3 separate regions of the Mus musculus genome follow, and regions 2 and 3 are each linked to region 1. A link is a contact called in public promoter capture Hi-C data. All regions are on one chromosome and are shown on one strand. The core of a region is the stretch at or near the end of the contact, and the rest is flanking DNA. Distances in the headings are between cores, read along the strand shown.

The links. Promoter capture Hi-C pulls out the DNA fragments that hold promoters and counts their contacts.
Region 2: a contact with region 1 is called in a promoter capture Hi-C map of pre-B cells, with 6 times the contacts expected there. The contact joins the promoter of Strn here to the promoter of Fam98a in region 1. A contact is called at or near these places in 2 of 39 promoter capture datasets (cranial neural crest and pre-B cells) and 1 of 484 Hi-C or Micro-C datasets (CD4 T cells).
Region 3: a contact with region 1 is called in a promoter capture Hi-C map of pre-B cells, with 4 times the contacts expected there. The contact joins the promoter of Cdc42ep3 here to the promoter of Fam98a in region 1. A contact is called at or near these places in 1 of 39 promoter capture datasets (pre-B cells) and 1 of 484 Hi-C or Micro-C datasets (CD4 T cells).

What each region holds. Positions count from the first base shown.
Region 1 is chr17:75,550,029-75,553,963 of GRCm38.p6, forward strand. It overlaps Fam98a (family with sequence similarity 98, member A), which reads right to left and starts at 1,918. Exons shown (of 8, transcript NM_133747.2): 1 at 1,713-1,918. The coding sequence starts at 1,765.
Region 2 is chr17:78,735,116-78,739,050 of GRCm38.p6, forward strand. Strn (striatin, calmodulin binding protein) reads right to left here and starts at 1,446. Exons shown (of 18, transcript NM_011500.3): 1 at 1,139-1,446. The coding sequence starts at 1,372.
Region 3 is chr17:79,352,873-79,356,641 of GRCm38.p6, forward strand. It overlaps Cdc42ep3 (CDC42 effector protein (Rho GTPase binding) 3), which reads right to left and starts at 2,219. Exons shown (of 2, transcript NM_026514.3): 1 at 1,945-2,219. Gm17315 (predicted gene, 17315) reads left to right here and starts at 1,827. Exons shown (of 2, transcript NR_165822.1): 1 at 1,827-2,132; 2 at 2,953-3,769.

The DNA of each region.
Region 1 (3,935 bases), core at 668-3,167:
GAACAGTAATGGAAGCAAGCTCTTCCACTGCAGCCAGTCAGCTGATCTTCACCTGCACGGAATATCCCAGAACTCTTCTGGTTCTACTCCTGCAACACTACCTTTTCAAGGGAAGAGACCCTCCTCGGGGCTTTTCATTGTATGCTTCTCAGAGCTTCCACGTGAACTTATACCCTGAGGAAAACCCCACACTGGCACAGAGCAAGTGTCCCTTAAAAAATGTTTACTGGCCGGGTGTGGTGGCGCACACCTTTAATCCCAGCACTCGGGAGGCAGAGGCAGGCGGATTTCTGAGTTCGAGGCCAGCCTGGTCTACAGAGTGAGTTCCAGGACAGCCAGGACTATACAGAGAAACCTTGTCTCGAAAAACAAAACACACACACACACACACACACAAAAAAAATGTTTACTGAGTAAGCGAATCATCTTTAGACACCCGTTGAAAAGCACCCGTTCCACAGAATAAGGCTTACGTGTGGCCCATTGCAAGAACTAAGTTGGCCAAGTCTGGGCTATGCACAAAATGTGATTCAAAGAAATGACCACAGCGGCTGATGTTCACAGCGATGGTTAGTAAGCTTCCTTTATGGTCAGTACCTACTAGGACACCAAGCTAGTCACATGGGTTGCGCTTTGGCTACCTCAAAGGTGTCCTTCCCTAAAGAAAGGTGTCCCTTAAGAATTTCCATGGCATGGAAAAGCCTAAAGTTAAGCTTTGATTAAGGATTATAGTTAAAAATACAACAATCGGCAGGGCATGGGGGCTCACTCCTTTAATCATAGCTCTCAGGTGCCAGAGGCAGGAGGACCTCGGTGCGTCATTTCTTCTACGCTGATTTTATCCTGAAATAGTTATTCGCAGGCAAATACTTAATCATGCAGGGCTTTTTTTTTTTTTTTTTTTTTTTTTTTTTTTTTTTTTTTTTGCCTAAGAGCCTCTAGGTTCTCAAGTTTAAGCACCTTGATCTGGGTGACCAAACAAGATAAATAAGCCTTATTTCCAAATTCCTAAACACTGAAGACTATGACTGAGAGTCAAGATGCAAATATGCTGATTCTTGGTGGGTGAGGATGACCCTGGAATGCTGGAGTTCAGCGAGGCTGTGCTGGAGGTCTGAAGTCACTGACTGTCATTTCCAAAGCAGGTGGTTGAAAGGTTAGGTGCACAGCTGAGCGGGCTTGAGAGCAGCCGGCTGCATCGCCCAGACGTGCGCTTTGGGAAGCCTAGGTGCATGCAGAGATGACTGAGCAAAGATGATTTTTTTTTTTTTTTGAGAGAGAGAGAGACAGAGAAGTAGGGTGGGGGGTAGAAGCTCAAGAAAGAAGTAGGGAATCTTGGGGCCAAGTAGGAAAGCAGATACAACTTTGGCAAACCATAAAGTGGGGGTAGGGTGGGAGGACGGGAGGCAAGAAGAGAAAGCTTGGGGAGTGGGGGGGTGGTGAGAACCGGAGCCCAGACAATGACACGCATGACTGAGACACGCTGCGGGTAGCTGGGCTGTAGGGGAGCACCGGGGAGGACGAGGGCCGTCGGAGCCCAGTGGGCAGGGTAGGTGTGGACGTGGCACCGGGGGTCCCTGGGCCAGCAGCGGGAAGCTCCGGCGGGAGTCGGGTGCGGAGTGGCAAGGCAGGTGGCTCCGACCGGGCGCCCGAGGAGTTGCCGGGGCTCTAGCAGAGTGGACTTTCAGAAACTCATGCCCCCGCCGTCTTACCCTAGATCTTCCAACGACTCCAAGATGTCAGTCTCCATGAGGTCACACTCCATGCTACTGTGGTATTCAAATTTCCGAGTCGTCAGGCTGCCCTCTCGCCGGCAACGCGTACCCTAGCGCATGCGCTCCTTCCCCGGAACTTCCAAGTCGACAGCTGGCGCCTCAGTCCCCGTATTGCGCATGCCCCGAGCGTGCGCAAGCAGTTTGGTTCCGCCCACTGCCCCCACCTCACCGGCCGAGGAAAAAAAAATGGCCGGGTGTGCGCGTGCCCAGTATGGGGTAGTGAAGCTAGCTGCCCTAAGAAGGGCAGGAAGGCAGGTGGCGTGGCACCGAGGCTGGGAGACTCAGAGACTCAGCCAGGGGGCGCGGAGCTCTTGGAATGCGCATGTGCACAGCTTGGGGCGAGGCAGGCGCGGGAGGAGCAGAAGCAGGATCCAGCCTGGGATTGTAGAGTGACAGCTGTGGTATTGAAGATGCGTGTCCTCCTTTCACCTGCGAGTCACCACAGAAGGGCAAATTTGTGCGTTCCCAGCCACAGCCCAGGGCGGGGTTAGACGGGTCAAAAACAATGAAAGCCAGGAAAATGCCATTTGATTTTTCTTCAGTGTAGCCTCTGGAGTCCACGGTTAGAGAAGTGGCTTTCCTCAGTATGGATGCTTCAGAAAGTTTCTCCAGGGAAAGTTTTTTTTTTTTTTTTTGTCCCTGTCCTCTTGAGTCTGCCCCAGACACCACGCATTTTGTTTTAACGGGAAAGGGCATAACTCCATATCGAATACAATAGGGTATATTTGATTACATGCAGTTTAGACAATGGATCAACTTTTTGTCTCCGTTGACTTTTTTTTTTTTTTTTTTAATACAGGGTTTTATAGAGCCATGGATGGCCTGGAACTCACTATGCAGACCAGGCTGGCTGTGAACTCACAGAGCTCCACCTACCTTTGCCTTCCCAGTGCTGAGATTAAAGGCATCTGCTACCATGCTCAGTGTTGTCATTACTTTTGGCCACCCATGCTTGGGTGTAGCTTTCTATTATGAAAGAACTGTTGAATAAGGAGGAAATCGTTTTCAAAGAGATGATGTAGTTAGAAAATCATATTTATCTATGAATTGCCATGTTGTTATATTGTGTAGTCATTTGGTTTTAAACTTATTCTTACGTTTTATTTTGTAGTTTCCACTTTCATGTCTAATGGATAAGCATTCTCTGTCAGTAGTAATTCATGGTTTAGTTATTTATTTTGTGTAACATGGGTTGGGAGAAGGTTATGCACTAACTGTTCTAGTGACTATCCTCTTGACCCATGAGCGACCTGGCTTCTCCAAGAAAGCTCCCCTAAAGTTAAATATTCTTCAAGGTGTATTCATTGATTCTAATTTCCTGATTGGGAAAAGTTGCAAATCCAGAGCCAAGGTTCTGTCAGACTGTCATTAGTCCCCTTAAGAGCCCACCCTGGCCCATCCTGTGTGACCTAACCTCATTTTGGCTATCAGGTAAAACTTTTGGGATGTGTAAACATCCAAATTAGCTTCTGCCTACTCAAAGCCACAAGTGTCATCAGATAACAGCTAAGTTCTCTCCACATCACTGTAAACTTCTCACCTGCTGTCCCCACCAATATATCTGAAGAAATAATCCCTTGACTTATGAGTTGGTATTGTGTAACTATACAGACAGTGGAACCAGTTCTGTGTTGGCACATGTTATGTGGGGCAGTCTGAGTCTGTACCTGGGTCATGGTCACTCATATTTGGATCAAGAAAAAAAAGTATTTTGCATCAACATATTATTGTATAGGGTTATAATGCTGTATGAACATTGTTTGCATTATATAGATGAGCAACCTGAAGCACCGTGTCTTTCTGATCCTTAGCATTCGTAAACAATTAGTGCATTCTGAAACTTGAGTGTATTTGCATCCATACACTTACTTGATTGTTCAGACAAGGATTAAAAGCAGAATGGGAAAAGATAGGGAAATTAATTATCTGATTTTTTTATGCCTGTATATATTGTACATAATTTTAATAAAATGATTCTTTATCATGGAAATGTTGAATGTGCTAAAAACAGTAACAATGAAAGGTTGTTTTTTAATAGAAAAGGTTTTATTCCTAACTCAGACCCCCAGCCTTGTTACACAAGACTATTTTAAACGCTGACATTTAATTTTTAAGAAAATCAAGCAAAGTCAAAGGTTATCATTAGAAACATGATGTACT
Region 2 (3,935 bases), core at 196-2,695, 3.2 Mb after region 1:
TGCTCCTTCTGTGGCCACATCAATCTCTCAAAGCAGTACGCTTCTACAAGCGAGTCTCTTCAGTGTTTCTTTCTCTTCATATTTTGTGCCAAAAAAAAAAAAAACCACCAAAAACCAAAAAAGAAACACACTTCGAGTGCTTCGCAAACAAACTAAAACTGTACTCAAATTTCATAAGCATACAGATTTAGCCCATAAAACAGAGAGGCACAATTCACAGCTCTTTGAGTTCCTCTGGAAATTAGTGTATGTGTTGGAAGTTTTATAAACAGTCACAGTAAACCTACTTACCAACTCAGAGTGACCAGTGAGTTACCAACCTTTCATGCTTCTCTGGCGCACAAGAGCTCCTCTCAGATAAGCATGCTTTATCTGGCAGGTTATGCAAGGGGGCAACGTAGCCCTGAAGCCCCTTTAGTTCCTTTTAAGCTCTGGACATACAAATCAACTCTTGGGAAGTTTGAGATTCTGTGAAAAGATGTCCCACCTCTGCCCATTTTCTGACTCCCATCAATCAAATCCTTCACTGAAACCTATGAGTCTAACCCAAACGCGAATGCGGGATGGGGTCAAAGGGCAGACAGGGAAACATTTTCAGACATAAAACTGGAGCTGACACTGCTAGTAACATCAGTTTCTCGAGGAAAGCCAAGGCCTCACTGATACAACTTGTGTTGCTTTCTCTGGTCACCTTCCTTGCAGAGTGAGCGATAGACAACTGCCAAACCCTTCTGCGAGGAACGTCTCTAGACCTAGGGTGCGTCAGGTTGAGCCAGGATGATCTGCTCGGAGTCTCTCAAAACTACTGTCAACCCAATCAGTAAACCGAAAGGGACAGACAACCCCAAAATGTGGCATGGCAAACCAGTAGGAATAAGCACCGGAGTTGAGAGTGGGGAAAACAGCCGCCGGGAGGGTAAATGGATCAGAAGGAGTGGGAAAACAGGCTCAAGGAAGTGGGATCAGCAAAAAAAAGTCAAAGGTGACTGGAGGAAGGGGGATGAGATTCTGGAAGTGATGGGCGCAAGGCAAGGGGGAGGGGGCGCGAGCGGGCTGGGGGAGGGGGCGAAGGGTCTGGGGCGGGGCTGAAGAGAGAGAAGAGGCGGGATGAGGACCGCCAGGCCGGGAGGGTCTTTACCTGCAGCTCCGCCCGCTCCACCTCCCACTGGGCTCTCTCCACCTCGAAGCGGGCCCATTCGTGCTGCAGGAAGTGCAAGATCCCCGGGAGGCTGTACTGAGCTCGGGCCGCCCCCGCCGCAGCCGCTCCGTCTCCGGCCGCTGCAGCCTCCGCCAGAGGCCCGAGCCCCTTAGCACCGCCAGCTCCCGGGTGGTTGTTGCTGAAGAAGACGCCGGGCCCCGCCTGCTCGTCCATGGCGGCCGCACGAACCCCGGGGAGCTCTCTGCCTAGGCGCCCAGCAGCGGCGGCAAACTGCGGCGGCCAGCTCTGCCTCCTCCCTCCGCCGCTCCCCGCCCACACCCCAGTCAGCAGGGAGCAGCCGCCCGGGCGCGGGGGCCGGGCGAGCCCGTGACGGGCCGGGAAGTGGGTCAACTGCGGCCCGCGGGGCTTGCCGGGAAATGTAGTCCCGGGGCGTGGCGAACCCCGCTTGCCTGTAGGCCTGCGCCTCTCGGAGGCCGGACCGAAGCCACGCCCTTTCCTCGCCACGCCCTCCCCTGACGGCTCCGCGGGTTTCCTCTTCGGCAGTGCGGCCAGCCGATGCCCCTCGGGTCGCGCCGCCGCAGGCTCCCTTCATGCGGAAGTTCGCGAGCGGCGCTCCCTGTTGCATATTCGCACGCGGAAGTTATCACGCCAAGTACCAGCCCTAGCTCCACTTAGTTTAGGGCTTCCTGGTCGTTTTGTTAAGAAATAGGCGCTGGGCAAGCCATCCGGTCGTCTGCCCCCTCGTCGCCCTTTTCGGGGTTCATCAAAGCCTCGACACCCCTGGACCACGGCTTGCCATCGAGCCTACCATTCATCCCCAGAGGGGCTCAGTGCTTGTTAACAGACCAGTTTTCCCTTAGGAGGAGGAACTCTGGTCTTCTCTCTTTCTGCTAAGGTTCGACATTTGCCATGAGGGCTTTTTCTAATTTCCAGTTTAACACTTGGTCTGAAATATTAGTATTAAAAGTCCCTTTCTCTGTGCTAATCCTGCTTGTAAATTCTGCCAAAGTTTTAGATCTCCAGTAATAAAGAAGTGCTGCCTGTCCAATCTCATTTTTCCCCCCATCTTTGCGGCAGTTTTCACTCAATTCGCTTGAACAAGTATTTTATTGTCAGTAATATTCCGTGCCAGGAATATAAAGATAGATGTCACAGTTCTTGTCATCAAAAGGAGGTTGACATACATATAGAGTCACAGAGCCCTAAGGGCTACAATCAGAAGGAACAAAGTCCCTTTTTGCTCTATTGCACTCCTGAACCCGGGAACCTCCCCTTCCCACTTGTCGCTTTCCTAATTTCTTGGGCAATTGATCTTTACACCAAAGGCACACTAAAATCCTTTCCTTCTAAGTGGTTTGCCAGTGTTTTCCCTCTCTGAGTACCCTGATAACTATTATCATTATAAATTTACACTACACCAACTGGAGAAAGGAATGTGCCTGAAGAACATTTAAGAAATGAAAACGAAATTAAGTAATTATTTATCTGTCACTCCAACAAAAAAAAATTGTAATTTTGTTTTGATCTGGTGGACATGAAAAAAGAAAAAAAGAGAGTCAAGATACAAGCTGATGAGTGACTTGCAAGGGAAGGGCATCCTGTCCCTGTCCTCTCTGTTCCCTGGTCTTCCCATGGCAACTTGTGAAAAGGACAGGAAACACATTGTCTCTGCTCGGGTTGCAAAGAGCGATGGCAAAGCCCTCTGCTCAGTTACTGAATGTTTCTGCTTTGTGAATTCATTCTTTATTATCATAAAAAGTTGATCCAGGCCTGGCCAAATTCCTTGTGTCATAAATTAGTTTGGCTCTAAATGTTCTTTGAGATCCAGCCTGATTCATTCACAGCTCAAGAAATTGAGACTGTCCTCAATGAGACCTTGAATGACAGATGACTACCAAAACTAGCACCCAGATTACCTGCCTGTTAGCCCAGTAACCTTAAAAAAATTAAGCTGGACATGGTGGCACAGCCCAGAGACAAGAGACAAGCAGAGGGAAACAGATTTCTGAGTTTGAGACCAGCCTGGTCTACAGCATGAGTTCTAGGACAGCCAGGGCTAGTTATATATTTCTCTATCTATCTGATTTAATTTTAATTAATTAAAAACATGCTGACTACTCTTATATCTATCAGAACCAAGAAAACATAAATAGAATTTTTTTCCTTTCTTTTTTTTTTCCCTATCCTTTTCTTTCTGTTTTTTGTTTCTTGGATTTTTGAGACAGGGTTTCTCTGTGTAGCCCTGGCTGTCCTGGGACTTGCTCTGTAAGACCAGGCTGGCCTCCAACTCAGAGATCTACCTGCCTCTATCTCCCAAGTGCTAGGATTAAAGAAGTGTGTGCCACCACCTGGCTAAGATTGGAACTTTTTCATCTGAGCGATTTAAGTAATTTTTATAAGCTTGGGTGTTAAACAATCTGTTTTTTTCCTCTAACAGAAGACATGTCAGACAAGACAATGGCTTTAAACTGATTCACAAAAGACTATAAAACATAATTAAATGCATAGATAATAAGGCAGGGTAGATGATTCAGTCAATAAGGTACTTGCCATCTAAGCATGGGAAACTGGGTTTGAATCCACAGCACACACATAAAAGCGAGGTGCAGGCAATGACCTGTAATTCAGTAATGGGAGATGGCAGGATATAAAGTAGAGACAGGTAAATTTATGGATATAAGTGACTAGCCAGTCTGGCCAAACAGATGAACTCTAGGTTCAGTGAGAGATTCCTGACTCTATTTAAAAACAAACAAACAAAAATAAAATAGAGCTG
Region 3 (3,769 bases), core at 969-3,468, 3.8 Mb after region 1:
ACTTTACTCTCGACACCTTTCTAGGTGCCCTGAAGATAGGAGGCAGACTTTCAGGGTGCAGATTAGGGGGGTGGGAAGGAGCTCATCTTACTTCATGTCTTCAGGGGGCTGCCACAGCCTCGGCACCATGTTCCAATCATGGAATTCAGAATGCAAATCTCTAGCAGATGAGACGGCTGGAAAACAGAAACTGCCACAGACCCAGAAGGCTTCCAAAGTTCTCCTCTAAACATCATCTGAGAGCCCAGGGGCTGTGAGCCCCGAGACTGGTAGCCCCGTCTTCCAACCATGGGTGAGGCCTCCTGGAAAACCTAGGCACTTCCAGATGGACTGTCAACCATTCCTTGAATATAGATCTTAATCCTTTATCTCACACGTTACATCGCTAGACATTTCATAACGGCCTTATGGCCGAGTCCTTCATTCTGAAAAAGGTGTTTGTGTATACTGACATCTAAACTGTCCATCAAATCACAGTGGTGGAGGTATCTACAACTGTCCAGAAGTTGTACTCCCTAGCTCAGTTGTTAGTTGAAAGATCTTTTATAAGTCAGACCATTACAGGAGTCTTTTAATGGACTTAGGGGTGCCCCTGGGGCATCCTGGCTGCTTCCTGGGGAGGCTTATTTCTCCCTGTGATGTTAAGGGGGAGTTCCCAAGTCTGGGTCTACTATTAAAGCAGGGACATCTGCTACCCTCCTAATATTTTCAAGGCGGCACCCCTCCTCCACCCCCTCCCAGAACTCGAGGATACTGGGAGGGCTACAAGCTGCCAGGGTGAGGAAGCAGCAGAAGGAATCTTTGTCTCCCCAACACATCCATCAGTTCCCTCCCCAGAGCCCCCACTACACACTGCACACAATCAGCAGCCCACTCCCCGCAAACGCACCAAGGCTGCAAAGATTCAGGCTCCAGTCCCTGCCTGACATTCCTCTTCCCACCCTCCTTTTAATTCACTCACTTTTTTTTTTTTAAACAAAATGTAATTACTTGACTGTCAGCCGGGGCTGCACTCTGGGGCTTTAACTCCTTTCAACACAGATGTGCGCCCAGCTTTGATGCCGCTGTACTCGCAGCTTGTCCCAGCCACAGCCGGCTCGGTAATGTAACATTCAAGTGCATATTTATTTTTAAACTGACCTCTCCTAGACGGTGCAGTATAAAGCAGGTCCTGCCAAAAAATATGCTACTTTCTATTTATAAGATGAAACACATGCCTTCCCTCCCAAAGGCGAGAGCGGGGTGGAGTATAATAATTCATAAAGAAAAAAACTGACTGGCCGGATCCATTCGTCCTCGCATGGCTGTGTCAAGATACTTAGTGAGAAGGAAGAGAAAAGAAGAGGAAGAAGAGCAATAGCAGGAGGAAGAGGAGGAGGAGAGGCAGGAGGAGAAGGAGAGGGGAAGGAGGAGGAAGAGGGAGTAAAGATCTTGTAAACGCTTCAGTTGTTCAGAAACCGCAGTCGAGAAAGAAAAAAAAAATTTTTTTCCCCCAACTGCCAGATCTGCAGGTTGGAGCCTCAGCTACAATGTGCTGCCTCTGTCAGTTCGGAAACTGCCAAGCTGCGCGGTGCACTCTCGCGCCGCGCCGCATCGGTGCAAACACACAACTAGAGGGCCGCGGTAGCCAAGTGCGGTTTGTTCTGCTGGAAAAACGCAACACGCGCCCAGAATGGCTGTCAATGGCCTGGAGGGGGCCGTGCTGACTGCAGCCCCACCCTAAAGAAGTAGGTGGCAGAGCTCCGCGTCCTGATCCCCCCTCCCGGACGTCAAGCATGATGTCCCCTTTGATCCTCTAAACATCAGCTCAACCAGGCGGTGCGGTAGATTATCCTCGCACCCTCTAAGTCTTCCAAGGCCACCATCTGCACTAGCTGGAAGGGGGCTTAGGTTGAGGGTCGGACAGTCTTACAGGTGGAGAGACAGCCTGGGTCACACACTCACCAGCAGTCTCTAAGGCTCCTAGCTTCTGCCCGGAGGGCCGGGCGTCGGCCCGGGTCGCCTCCCGAGGGCGCAACAGTCCTCGCTGGTGCGCGCAGAACCAGAGGGGCGGCAACGGTTCACCGCAGAATCTGCTCCGGGACTGCGCGCGGCGTCTCCCGGGAGGCAGCCGCTGCGGAACTGGGTTGTCGGTGAGCGTCCCGCTGCTGTGCTCCCAGCGGCAGTTGGAAGCGCCCGCGACACTGTGCGCGCGGCTGCCGGACGCCGGGCCTCAACCTGCCGAGGGCGGGGCGCAGGACGCAGGGCGGGGCCGGCGCGGGGCGGGGCGGGGCTGTGAGGCCAGGGCAGGGCGGGGAGAAGGGTGCGGGCCGACCTGGACCGTCCCTCCGTTGTACCTGTCCCCCACCTCCCCACCACCCCCAGACCCGCAGGACTGGAGGCGAGGCTGCGGACTCTTGGAGGACAAAGGCTACCCACTGTCACCTCCCAGTTCCACCCCTTCCCAGTGGTGGCTTCTCTCAGAGGCAATGCCGGCTGGGGCTCCCTCAGGCACAAAGAAAAGTGGCGGGGTGCTCCCTTTAAAGAGGGGACCCCAGAGCGTTGCTGTCCGTACGGTGCGGGAGAACAATGGGACTCCGCCCGCACCCGGGACCCTCGTGCTCACCCTCGTGTCCCCGCCTTTCCCTGTCCTACCTAACCCACCTAGCAGTGCGGGGCTTCGCAGCGGAGGAAGGGGACCTGCGCGGGGAAGAAGGGCCACCTGACCGGGTCGCCGCAGCGCGGCCGCAGCTCCCTGGGGACCCCCTGGCAGCTGTAGCTCTCGGGAGGGAAAAGGAGGGTCGCGTGCTGTCAACGTGCAGCCGGCTCCCCTTGCAAGCTGTCGCCAAAACCTGGAGCGCGGATCTGACGCGCGGGAGACGCGGGGTGGAGGCTGAGAGCCTGCGGGACGCAGAGAAACGCAGACGCAGCAGGTTTTTCCTGTCGGGAGGGTGACGTCTCCTCCCCCTCCAGGTCTGTCAGAGATTGACCTAAAGCTGCGGAAGCGGGTGGCGGCTCTCCGGGACGCTCTGCGAGGCGGCGCAAGTGGCGCAGCTGCTGCTGCTCCGGACCGTAAAATTCCGCCCGTGGCGACACCTGCACCTGTCGGTCACCCAGCCAGGGCCTCAGGACGACCCGCCCCTCTGTCCCTGGACCTCTGTAGGAACCCAGAGAATTAATGTTAATTGTCTTAATTGGTCGCCCTCTCTTCCTTCTCCCTTAGTCCGCCAGGTTGGAGACAGGAAAAGGTGGTGTTTTCCGGCGTTGATGTCCCCCGCCGGCTTGGTTGACCTGGAAAAGGAGCTAGAACCCCGAGTAGTCGCACGCTCCAGGTCTGGCCCCAACCCTGGGACTCTCAGGTTGCCTGGAAATCCTGGCACAAAGCAGAGCCCCTCCTGGAGACCTTGGCTTCCCTGGGCGCTATCGGGGTCATCACAAGGGTGCCCCCAATCTGAATCGCTCTGAAACCTTAGACCGGGTGCACTTTAAGCCCAGGTCCTAAACCACGGTCGACGTTAAGATGAATTTAAAAAGGAAGCGGACACAACTGTTGGGGAAAGCAAAATACTTGGGTGGAGTGTTAAAAGCCTCAAAGAAAATAATAGTTGGCAGGTTAAACGGCCATGAGGTCGGAAGTCAAATACAAAACCGCAGAAGTGATACCAGAATTTTGACAAGCAAAACAGTCGGTGAAGATAAGGGACCCGGCACTGTTTCCCTTCTCCGAATGACCGACTGCTCCGAAGTTGCCTTTGGCAGATACCTGGGTTCCACTCCGAATTCCTCAGAG